Linked DNA regions of Xenopus tropicalis: region 1 is linked to region 2. The links are chromatin contacts, called in public Hi-C maps. All regions are on one chromosome and are shown on one strand. The core of a region is the stretch at or near the end of the contact, and the rest is flanking DNA. Distances in the headings are between cores, read along the strand shown. Region 1 holds the start of ccdc85c (coiled-coil domain containing 85C). Region 2 overlaps ccdc85c (coiled-coil domain containing 85C).

Region 1 (5,389 bases), core at 160-2,659, 64 kb after region 2:
TACTGTTTCGGGTTGTACTGTTTCTTCATAATATTCTTTCTTATATATTTCACAGTACCAGAGAAAAGTGTGGTATTTCTGAAATATAAGTCTTGCTTCACTGGTTATGTTTCATACCAATGCCCATCTAATAATAAACCAAATGGGGATAACTTTACAGTTAAATTATCAGCCTTCGGGCAGAATTTAGTTAAAACATTTTTGGTGCCCAAACATAAAAAACCTCATTGTTCTATAAATCTTTGATTAAAACGCTGGGTTTTACAGAGAACTTTACACGCACCCAAATAAACTCATACATTACCAGGGTAACTGTAATGACAAAAGATGTTATGTGCAGAGTACTCAAGGAGATGGGTCTTACCATTCAAGCCATTGGGAATACTTCTGTGGTGAGGGGGGATGGACAGGTCATCAGTTGATTTCCTAACTGTCCCAGCTTTGTTCTCAGTTGGTTTTGTGTGGTGGTGATGATGGTGGTGATGGTCAGGGCTACCCGCGCTGCCAGTGCTGGAAGTGCTGCTGCCGTCCCCCACATCTCTAGGGCCAGAACTTCCATTCAAATTGGTCAAGCTGTTTTGGCTATCGATGGAGCTTCTGGACCCAGCACCATTCCTCTCCTCATCTAACATGAGGATGATCTCCTTCAACTCCAGGTTGTCCCTTATTAAGGACTCCTGCTTTGCCTCCAGCTCCTTCAGCTTCTGCTGGTAAACCCCAACCTCCTTCCACATCATAGTGGCTGAGTGCCTACCAAACCTCTGCCATTCCCTGGACAGTTTCTTGCCCTTCTGTCTGTCATCATCCAAGAAACAGCAGAGTTCCCGTAGCTCCTGGTTGTCATCCTGAAGTTTCTGGTTGACTTCCTTTAGCCCCCTGATCTCATGGAGATGGACCTGAAGCCTCCTGTTCACATCTTTCATCATATTGCCATGCTCCACCATCAGGCTCATCTTCTCATTCTCCACTTTCCTCAGCCTCTTGGCCAGCTCCTCTTTGCTCCAGCGCAGCAGCTCCTCGTCCGAGATGGTGCCGATATCTTCTGCCGCTGCTCCCTGGCAATGTTTGGCCATGGCAACGGAGATAACACGCCGAAATAAAGCAGAAATAAGAATATCCTCTAGCGTGTAACTAACCAGCCATGTCTCTAGCTAGAATGGCTTTTCAATCAAGCAGAGTCCTGGCTGCAAAGGCTCATTCATTGCTGGCATATCCCAGAGTCCTGGGAACTTGTTCAGTATCTGAAGCAACAACGCCGGGGAGTGTGAGTAGAGGGACTGCCAGCGGGCTCATGTGTAAGTGGGTGCCTGTAGCCACACGCAGAAAAGGTTTCCTCGGTTGCTCAGTGGCGATGTCCAGCCGGCAGCTAATCCTCCAACTCCTCAGTGTGAGCGCAATGGCACGGCTTTGCTGCCTCCTCACAACTAAGCCCTCCGACTCCCCCTTCCCTCTGTCTGTGCTGCTGGAGGGTTTTTTTTTACCTTTCTTTTAAACGAGCTTTATTGGCACATACAGAGCGCAGGCGTGTCCCGAAGACTGAGCGCTATTCACAGCGAGCTAACTAGGTCAACGTTCAGCTCTGGTTAAAAAATAACAAATCGGCTGTAAGGAAGGGAAGGAGCCTGGGAAACAGCGCTGCAGCACTGACTGCTGGAAATCACTGGCCAACCTTCTTATCGCTCACTTTAGTTATGAGCCACTGCCAGCCTTAACTTTCCTATAAGTAGATATATGAAGCAGCTTCATTAGGCTGTTAATATAGGGATTAGCAGGAAAAAAACGTTTCAGCGCTGCCTACTTATAGTAGTATATTGGGTGTTTTCCCTGTACACACAGTCACAGAGTACAGCACTGTTGTTGCATTGCTGCAATATACCTTGCAGCAGTGTTAAATTATGCATTGCTCTTGTTTGCTGCATTGTTTAATTGTGCATGTCTGCATTTTTCAGTTGTGCACTGCTGCACTTGTGCATTGATGTAGTGTTTAGCTGTGCACTGTTCCTGTGCATTGCTGCAGTGTGTAGGTGTGCATTTCTGCAGTTTAGTTGAGCATTAATACAATGCATAGTTGTGCATTGCTGCAGTGCTTTGTTCTGCATTGTCCCTGTGTATTACTGCAGTGTGTAATTGTACTTGGCTGCATTTGTTTAGTTGTGCGTTAGTACAGCGCTAAGTTGTATTGCTGCAGTGTTTTGTTCTGAATTGTCCCATGCATTGCTGCAGTTTGTAGTTGGGCTTTACTGCATTGTTTATTCATGCATTACTACACTGCATAGTTGTGCATAGTAGTACATTACTACAGTGCATAGTTGTGTATTGCTGAATAGTTTAGTTGTTTATTGCTGCATTGTTTAGTTGTGCATTGCTGCAGTGTTATGTTGTACATTGCTGCATTGCTTAGTTGTTTTTTACTACAGTGCTTAGTAAGTGCATTGCTGCAGTATTTAGTTGTGTGCTGTTTCTGTTCATCATTGCAGTGTTTAGTTGTGCATTGCCACAATGTTTAGTTGTGCATTGCTGCATTGCTTAGTTGTGCATTGCTCCTATGAATTGCTGTATTGATTCGTTTGCGCATTGCTGCAGAGGTTAATATATCTCTGGTATTACAATTTATTTTAGAGGATTTAATATTACTTCAAATAGTTTGCTTCTGATGAAAAACCATATATATCTTCAGGAAATGTTAGAATTATTTGAATCATGACATTTAATAGTATATTTTCATGTAATTATTTCCTTAAATTGTATGTACTGTCCCTGCTGTCCATTTGAACATTTCATACTATATTGTGCCAGATCATGAAAATCTGAAAGTGCTATTCAAAAAAGCAAAACCCTTTTCCATAAAGCATCTTTTATATCAATATTCTGCTCCAATATCTTAATGAGCAAATCTGAATATATAAGCCTTCATACCCTCTACTTGTGTAGCGCTTACTTACTACAGATAATATTGTACAAAACAAAGTTGTACACGATTTCTGATGGGCTGCCTATCCCAACCAATACCCATGTACTAGGGATTTACAGTATGTCAGTTTGTGGGTCAGCCATGTTTGAAAATATACCAGTGAACCATATATACCAGCGTGTGATGCATTGGCACATTAGAAATTGAAGAATAGTCATATCTGTGATTGGTTAGAGTATTGGTCCACGCATGGACATCTTTTGGCTGTATATGTATTCATGTTTGTGGTTGCAGTTTTTCCAACTTCACACAGAAAACTAGATCTTAATGCTTACAGGGACATATAGACCTTCACATTTATTCAGTTCACATTGAGAATGAAGCAGTTTCCACTTCCATCATTGTAACTGAAATTGCAACATGCCACAACTTTGTTGTGATGATGAAACCATAATAAATCATGCTGTTTGCACATATGACAGAATTTCATTGTAATTCACTGAATTGGGAGTTCTCTGTATCTCTGTGAGCCACCTGATTTTGAATGACTGCGATCACATATAAAACAGAGATTGAGAGGAGGCCTAAGGGCCCATAGAAACAAGATTTTCCTCCTGTGTTCCCCTGCAGTGAAGTTCTCCTGCATTCCACCGCAGGGCTGCTTGGGACGAAACACAACCTTTTCTTTCTTATGGGGCTGTACCAAATGCAGGTGGAATGCATCATGCTTGCCGGGGATCAGCCCCTTCGCTGGCATCGGCCTCCTACCTTGCCTGTAATTGCATGCATTTTGTCTGCCCAGATGCAAGCACACACAGCAGATATTAACTTGAAATGAGAATTTTCACGTTTTATTGCAGATATCCACTGGGAGTGCTTACACCCAGGTAGACATAATACTTCTTTTTTCCATAGGCCGAGAATCAGTGCCATGTGGCATCAGCCTTAGGCATTGCAGGGAATCTACATCTGTGTTCTATTTCCTGTGAGATAGGATAAAGTACCGTTTAAGTTCTTACTTTTCCTTTCATACACCCTCCATTTTTGTTCTGCAGAACAATACATTTTTCTTAGTCTACTACTGAAAGAAGGTGGCTCTTCAAGAATTGTGCATTTGTACAAAAGCTGAGCATAAAAGGCCACAAGAATTCTAGGCTGTGGTAAAGTCCTGCTCCCCTTTTTCCTTTAACAAGCTCCATATTCTTACAGGGAGGTTTCCAAAGCTGTAATCCTCTTTTGAAAAAGAAGGAAAAAACCTATAAATGGCTTTAGTTGAAGTGTCCCACAGTCCTTGTATTATTTCCTCTGCCTTTGGCTAAAATCTTGATAGCGGCACTTCCTATTAATCACTTATGGTATGTTCTTTTCTTTATATTCTTTAGAAAAGGAAAAAGACTTCTTGGTTTTGTGACATTCACTCTGTTAAAAACTATAAACTACTGTCATTCATGTTTAATGCCATTTAACAATTGCTGCCAAAATGGAAAGAGCAGGGAAGAGTTACTACTCCTGTCCTGCAGAAAGGTGTGAATATATCCATCATTTTTACCATTGCAGACTTTGACATTTTCTATAGTCTTAAATAAGCAGGGCTGTAAATTCCTGATAGGTATTGACATTGATAGTGTCATGTTAAACATTATGTAAATACAGTATATGGAAAGACCATTGTAGAGGATGAATTCATTCATCACTGGGGGTTGACAGGCCTCTTTTGCCCCATGGTGTCTTGCTGAGAGACCTGTGTACCCGACCCCCTTACTTATGCATGGTGATTGCTAGTCTATCCTATTCAGGTCCAGACTGGGATTCAAAATAGGCTCTGGCATTACAGCTACATAAAGTAACAAACAACCCCTCACCAACTCAATAAACAGTAACTCTATGGCATCTTAAATTAGCCCCTCTAGCATTTGCCAGAAGCCACAAATTGCCAGTCTGGCAGGGCCAGAACTAGGGGTAGGCAGAAAAGGCACCCGCCTATGGCGCAACAGTGGGTGGGCGCCAGGCAGGTACCTCTTCTTTCACCTACCCCTATTTCCGTGCCCTTTACCCCAACCGCACCCCCCCCCTCCAGTGGCCCCCGCAGGGCCCCCCCATGTGTGTGCATAAGTGCGCTCACTTGATCATTCATGTGCACCCACCGGAGGGGGGGCGGGCCAAGTCAGCTGGGTTGCCTAGGGTACCCAGCCAGCTTGGCCCGGCACTGCAGCCCAGGCCTGATCCTGTTACCTTAGGTTATAATTTCTGCACTGCTACAGCTTAGAACTATTGCTCTTAGAATCCAAGGTGTGCTTTAAGCTGGCCAGACATGTTGGTATCCAACCAATTGGCCCAGTAGTGAAACAAACATATACTGTACAAGTTGTCATTCTCAGTTAAAATGCTCGGCTTTGTATTTTCACTAGCAAGCATACATCACAGGCTGTCCAATTAGAAGATTGCAAGAATCTCAGTAAATAATTAACAGCCTGCCAA
Region 2 (5,182 bases), core at 119-2,618:
ACATAAAGTGCAACAAAGCTGATAACTTTCAGGCAGTCAAGCCAACCTTCGTCAAATGATGAATGGTGGCTTCACAGCTCAAAACTTTATTGATTTTGTTACAGTCTTTGTGGCCAAATAAAATGTGGGTAACACCTTTTTGATCACGTTAAGCTGTGTGTGTGGTTCCTATTTCACAATTGTTTTGACTACAGTGTTACCATGCCAGGTATCCAGGGAACACCAGCACCACCACCTAAATCTTTGCATTCAGTGTGCTGAAGGTCCCCCCCTTGTGTTTAAATTACTTTTGCATGTAATGCAGGAAAGTATCCACACACTAATTGATCTGAACATCTAATCTGAGTTTTCATGCGATTGTGAAGACCTTTATGCTCAACAAAAAATAAGAATGGCTGGTCACCTGGTCTGTCAGGCAAGAAACATTTGCTAAATTTGGCTTTAACACGTTTGTATATGTCCATGTACTAACATGAGGATTAGCCCTTTCCCAAATTTTCCATGTCATAGGCTAATTAGCCACTGGCTAATTGGAGGTTCACATACAGATCATTGTAAAACAAAGATGTCATACAAAGAGGATTATGAAGATCTTAAGCATGCTGGGGGTACAAAATTCCCCTGAAGGGACCTATTTATCCCACAGGCCCCCAGATGGAATGCTCTTATCTGGACAATAAGCACAGAACAAGTTGCATAAAATTAATGTGGCTAATCAGGGTTAGAGTTAGAGAAGAAATGGCCAAGGGGGTGAGAGAAAATATACATAAATTAGAGATGTCCAGTGTCTAATAATACAACTATTAGTGCCCAGGACCAAACACAGGCTGAGCAGCTGGATCCCTCACCCACCCCCACCCCCCTTACTGTCAAAGTTTTCGCCGCAGATTTGCAAGAGCGTCCAGAGGGTCCCATTGTGGTATGAGCCAGGGTGCAATTGCACTCCCAGTAGTTTCACCACCCCTGCCAGTTTGCTTTAGCTGATTTATAACTCATATATCAGTATATAGAGAATAAAAATGGTTGCTGGAATTTAGGCTGATGGGCCTGCAGGAAAACACTTGGTGAGAATCAGTGCCTTCTCTGGAATTAGCCTCCTACCTTGCCTGCGCCCGGAAGCATTGCATTCAACTAGGTGGTGAATATCAGTCCAAAATGCTGATATTTGTCACGCCTGCCTGCACCCAGGTGGACACAATGCTTCTGGGTGCAGACAAGGTAGGAGGCTGATATCAGCAGAGGGACTGATTCTTGGGCTGCGTCTTTACGCAGTTTAAGAATCAGCCCTGTTTGGCATCAGCCTTAACCTTACCCTGCAATTAACTGTTGTCTTTTGTACTTAGGAGGTCAGAAGGCTGATCTCATGACACAATGAGCTGAGCTTATCTGTAATCTTCTTCCTGTATGGTCAACTGGTTAAATAGTGAATGTTTGGTCTAGGGAGTATTTGTTTTTAAAATGATCAGATCTTGCGGTGGCCAACTTCATTGAATCCTTCTAGTCAGATGTGAAAAGACAAATTCATTTCTAAGCCAAACTTCAATACAGAGGCCAGTCTCAGGAACAGCCCATCCGATTCTCATTGAATTCAGCAGGACTTTCTTGACTACAAGGACCAATGGACTTTCCGCTTATCTTATCTGACCAAGCTGCACCAAACATACACACACAAACATTAAAAGGGAAGGTAAATGTTTGTTATGCGATGCAAAGAAACATATATGTCCTTCAGTTCTCTGTGATTAATAGCCCCTAGTTATTTAAAATGATACATAAGCTGTTATCAAACATAATTACTCCAAGAAAACCAATACAACCAATTCAGTTCAGGTTAGGGTTAAGTAACATGAGCCTTGGAAATGCAAGGAAACAATGATATATAAAGTAACACCTTGATTCTCAGCATTTCAGTTAAAAAGAAACAAAAATAAATAAATGCAGAAAATGTTACCTGGGACAAAAGCTTGTTGTCATCCTCAAGGAGTTTGACTCTGGTCTCTAGCTGCCGAATGTAAGTCGTAGAGGAATCTTAATTAAACATAAAAATAAAACAACATGAGCAGAGATCAGAACCTTCTTATATAAGCCTATATATGAAATGGCACTGGTAATTATAGGATAATATGAGTGTGATAAATATAAGCTTTTATGTTAACTTTAGAATTCCTGTAATCCGGTGTATGAAATGATTTACAGATCTAAAATATTGGCCATTGGCACTGTGTTTGAAAGAACTTGCAAATACACAGAAATATACATAGAAGCAAAACTGGCCACATTCAAATTCCTATCCCCTTGGAAGTGATGGGTGCTCAGACAGACTGCTACCAACTTATCAACTTTGTAGTGCAATACAGCATTACAGGTATGGGATCCATTATCCAGAAAGCTCCGAATTAAGGGAAGGCCATCTCCAATAGACTCCATTTTAATCAAATGATACTAATCTTTAAAAATGATTTGCTTTTAAAACAGAACTTTGTACTTGATCCCAGCTAAGACATAAATAATTGTTACTGGAGGCAAAAACAATCCTATTTGCCTTAATGAATGTTTTAATTATTTTTTATTATCCGGAAAACCCCAGATCCCAAGCATTCTGGATAACAAGTTCCATACCTGTATAATGTAATATTTTTGTAATTTACAGGTGCTATACACAAATATCTGTGTGTGTGTGTATTCATACACCAACCTAGAGAACAAAAACAACACATCCATGTGCAGGTAATATACAATCTGTGCAAAACATACCACAGCACTGCTCAGGGCAGCTCCTGGAATGCCATCATAACAGTTGTGTGTATGTGTGTGTATAAATTATATACAGTATATACACTTGTATACACAGACACACACACACACCCAAGTAAAACACAGCACTCATGGGAAAATGAATCCTTAAATCAATGATCAACATTTCAGTCCTTATATTTTCAGACCTTATATGTGTTTTTATATTTATATACACACGTACATCAGTTTTAATCAATTTGTGAGCTTAACGGTTTTACTGATTTATTTGAATTTTACAGTTTCCATCAACAAATCTGTAAAGGCTTTAATTTTTTTTTTTTTTTGCTAAACTAAAATAACATACAGAGATCCTGTGACAGACAATAGAGCTCTATGAGGAAAGCCATAACATACCACTGGTCTGCTGTTTATTCATTCAAGGAACGCAGAGTCCGATAACATGACTAAAGACATCAGTGTAATTTAAGGTAAACAGAATTTTTTTGTAACAGAGCTGCATTATTATACATTAAGTTCTACATTAATAAGGCATTTTAAAAATAAAGCAACAGTAGAGGGTTGGTGATGTGTTTAAGAGCTGACAACCTAGGCTTCACACCCTTTAGGTGCCAGGCTGAGAACCGACTGAGGCATAACAACTGTCTATAAGGATGGCATCTACTTAGATACAAAGGCTAGGTGTAGTTCTACCACAGCATACTGTAAGTCAGGGGTGGCCAGACTTTGTCCATCGGCGATCTACCATTGACTCCTCCCCAGGACGCAGCGCTCGTATGCATTCACGCATCCGCACCGTCACTAGAAATCCATGGGGGATCAACTGGTGAACAGCAATCAACGTCTTGGCCATCCCTGCTGTAAATAGTGCAATTCATTGGTACCTACATTCTGCATTGATCTTCCCAATTATTTAAGGACACGGGGAGAAAAAGTTTAATCCATATTATATATATATATATATATATATATATATATATATATATATATATATATATATATATAGTGATAGTGGGCAGCTGCTATACTTTAGAAATGCAAAGCAACCTTGTTTACTGAAATGTACACAAAATGAAAATTTAATCAGGGCTTTGGTTAGAAGCGTATAGCAATGTGTTTATAATGTTCTGCTATTCCACAATGTTATGAGATGACCCCAGCTTAAGACAAAAGCAAAGGGAGATGTGTTGGTGCTCACTCGGTGGGCTACATTCTATTTTTAATCAATCGTTATTAGAAAAAATAATTATGTAAGAGCCATCTTTTGTGGAAGAGTTGAATGGCATCCATACTTTTGGAGGAAAATGTCTCCTATTTAAAGCACTCTTTCAAGTACAGCAGCATTGATAACCAGAAACTAACAATTTTCTTTACTAAAAAAAAAGATATATTTTTCAGATGGCTGCTGCTGCCATACCTAGCTTGGCAACTCCCTATACCTTATAGATGTTGCAAGCGGGAGTTGTAATGTTCATTAGCAGGAGGAGAGGCACATGCTGGATTGTTTATATACCTTTCTCAAATGTAAGACATCTATCAAAAATTCACACTTGGAGATTGAGGGGAACCATCACTAGTCATTAGTTTAATAACTAGCGATTCCAGGGGAAAATGTGTTTATATGGATGTGTGTAAATAGTTTATGAAAGGAAAGTCTTTTCCCATCAGACCAAGAAAGTAGCATGTGAAAATGGGGTCATGTACTAAAACTACTCTGTCATTCTTTACCAGAGACTTTATAGATTCCCTTGAGTTGAAATTAGATTTTTACTTTTTTTTTTTTTTTTTTTTTTTTTAAATGTATTTATCAATAGTGATGCTCCTAAGATTTCTAGAGGTTTGAATACTTTTGCTACACATAAATATGTCATTTTCAATGATAAATAAATGAACAAGTACAATAAATGGGTATATACAATGAACATACAAGATTACATATAAACATTCAATAACTGCGGTACAAGAAGTAAATAAAGAGAGCCCTGCCCCAAATAGATTTTTGTGATTCTATTCATTCATTATAAACTCCTCAGTACATGGGCTGCGTCAGCAAAGGCATTACTGCCAACCGCATCAAGCTTGGCAGAACATCAGTTTATTGTTTCATCAGTTATTATTCCAGTATGCTCTGTCGTTAAGGATGTTAGAAGCCATTCATAAGTTACATAGTCATATGAAGTCACAAGGCTGTAGGCCGAATACTTTTATGAAGGGCATGGTACTCCAAGGTGACTTTTAATACTTTCTATTCAACAGTAGGGATGAAACTATTAAGGTCAATGGTCACATGGTTTAAGTGACATCACCAAGGAAAGGTATTCCTGGCTTTTGGGCATTCCAATGATAATCACAATCCCAGTTAAAAAGAATAGCATGCTGTTTTTGAAAGGATGACAATGTATAAACCATAGGTTTTATATAAAGAACA

What was found. A called contact is a pair of places that touch in the nucleus more often than the background predicts.
Region 1: a contact with region 2 is called in a Hi-C map of neurula embryo, with 2.0 times the contacts expected there. The contact joins the promoter of ccdc85c here to the enhancer-like site in region 2. A contact is called at or near these places in 5 of 5 Hi-C or Micro-C datasets (brain, gastrula embryo, liver and 2 more).

What each region holds. Positions count from the first base shown.
Region 1 is chr8:90,721,987-90,727,375 of UCB_Xtro_10.0, forward strand. It overlaps ccdc85c (coiled-coil domain containing 85C), which reads right to left and starts at 1,410. Exons shown (of 6, transcript NM_001078977.1): 1 at 365-1,410. The coding sequence starts at 1,073.
Region 2 is chr8:90,657,748-90,662,929 of UCB_Xtro_10.0, forward strand. It overlaps ccdc85c (coiled-coil domain containing 85C), which reads right to left. Exons shown (of 6, transcript NM_001078977.1): 2 at 1,952-2,028. Among named protein-coding and RNA genes, the nearest start is that of ccnk, 45 kb to the left of the region's middle. Within about 2 kb of position 1,369, at least 1 of the 11 cell types and tissues checked has an H3K27ac peak or open chromatin away from gene starts, as enhancers often do. A contact at or near this core is called in neurula embryo, where this site is marked.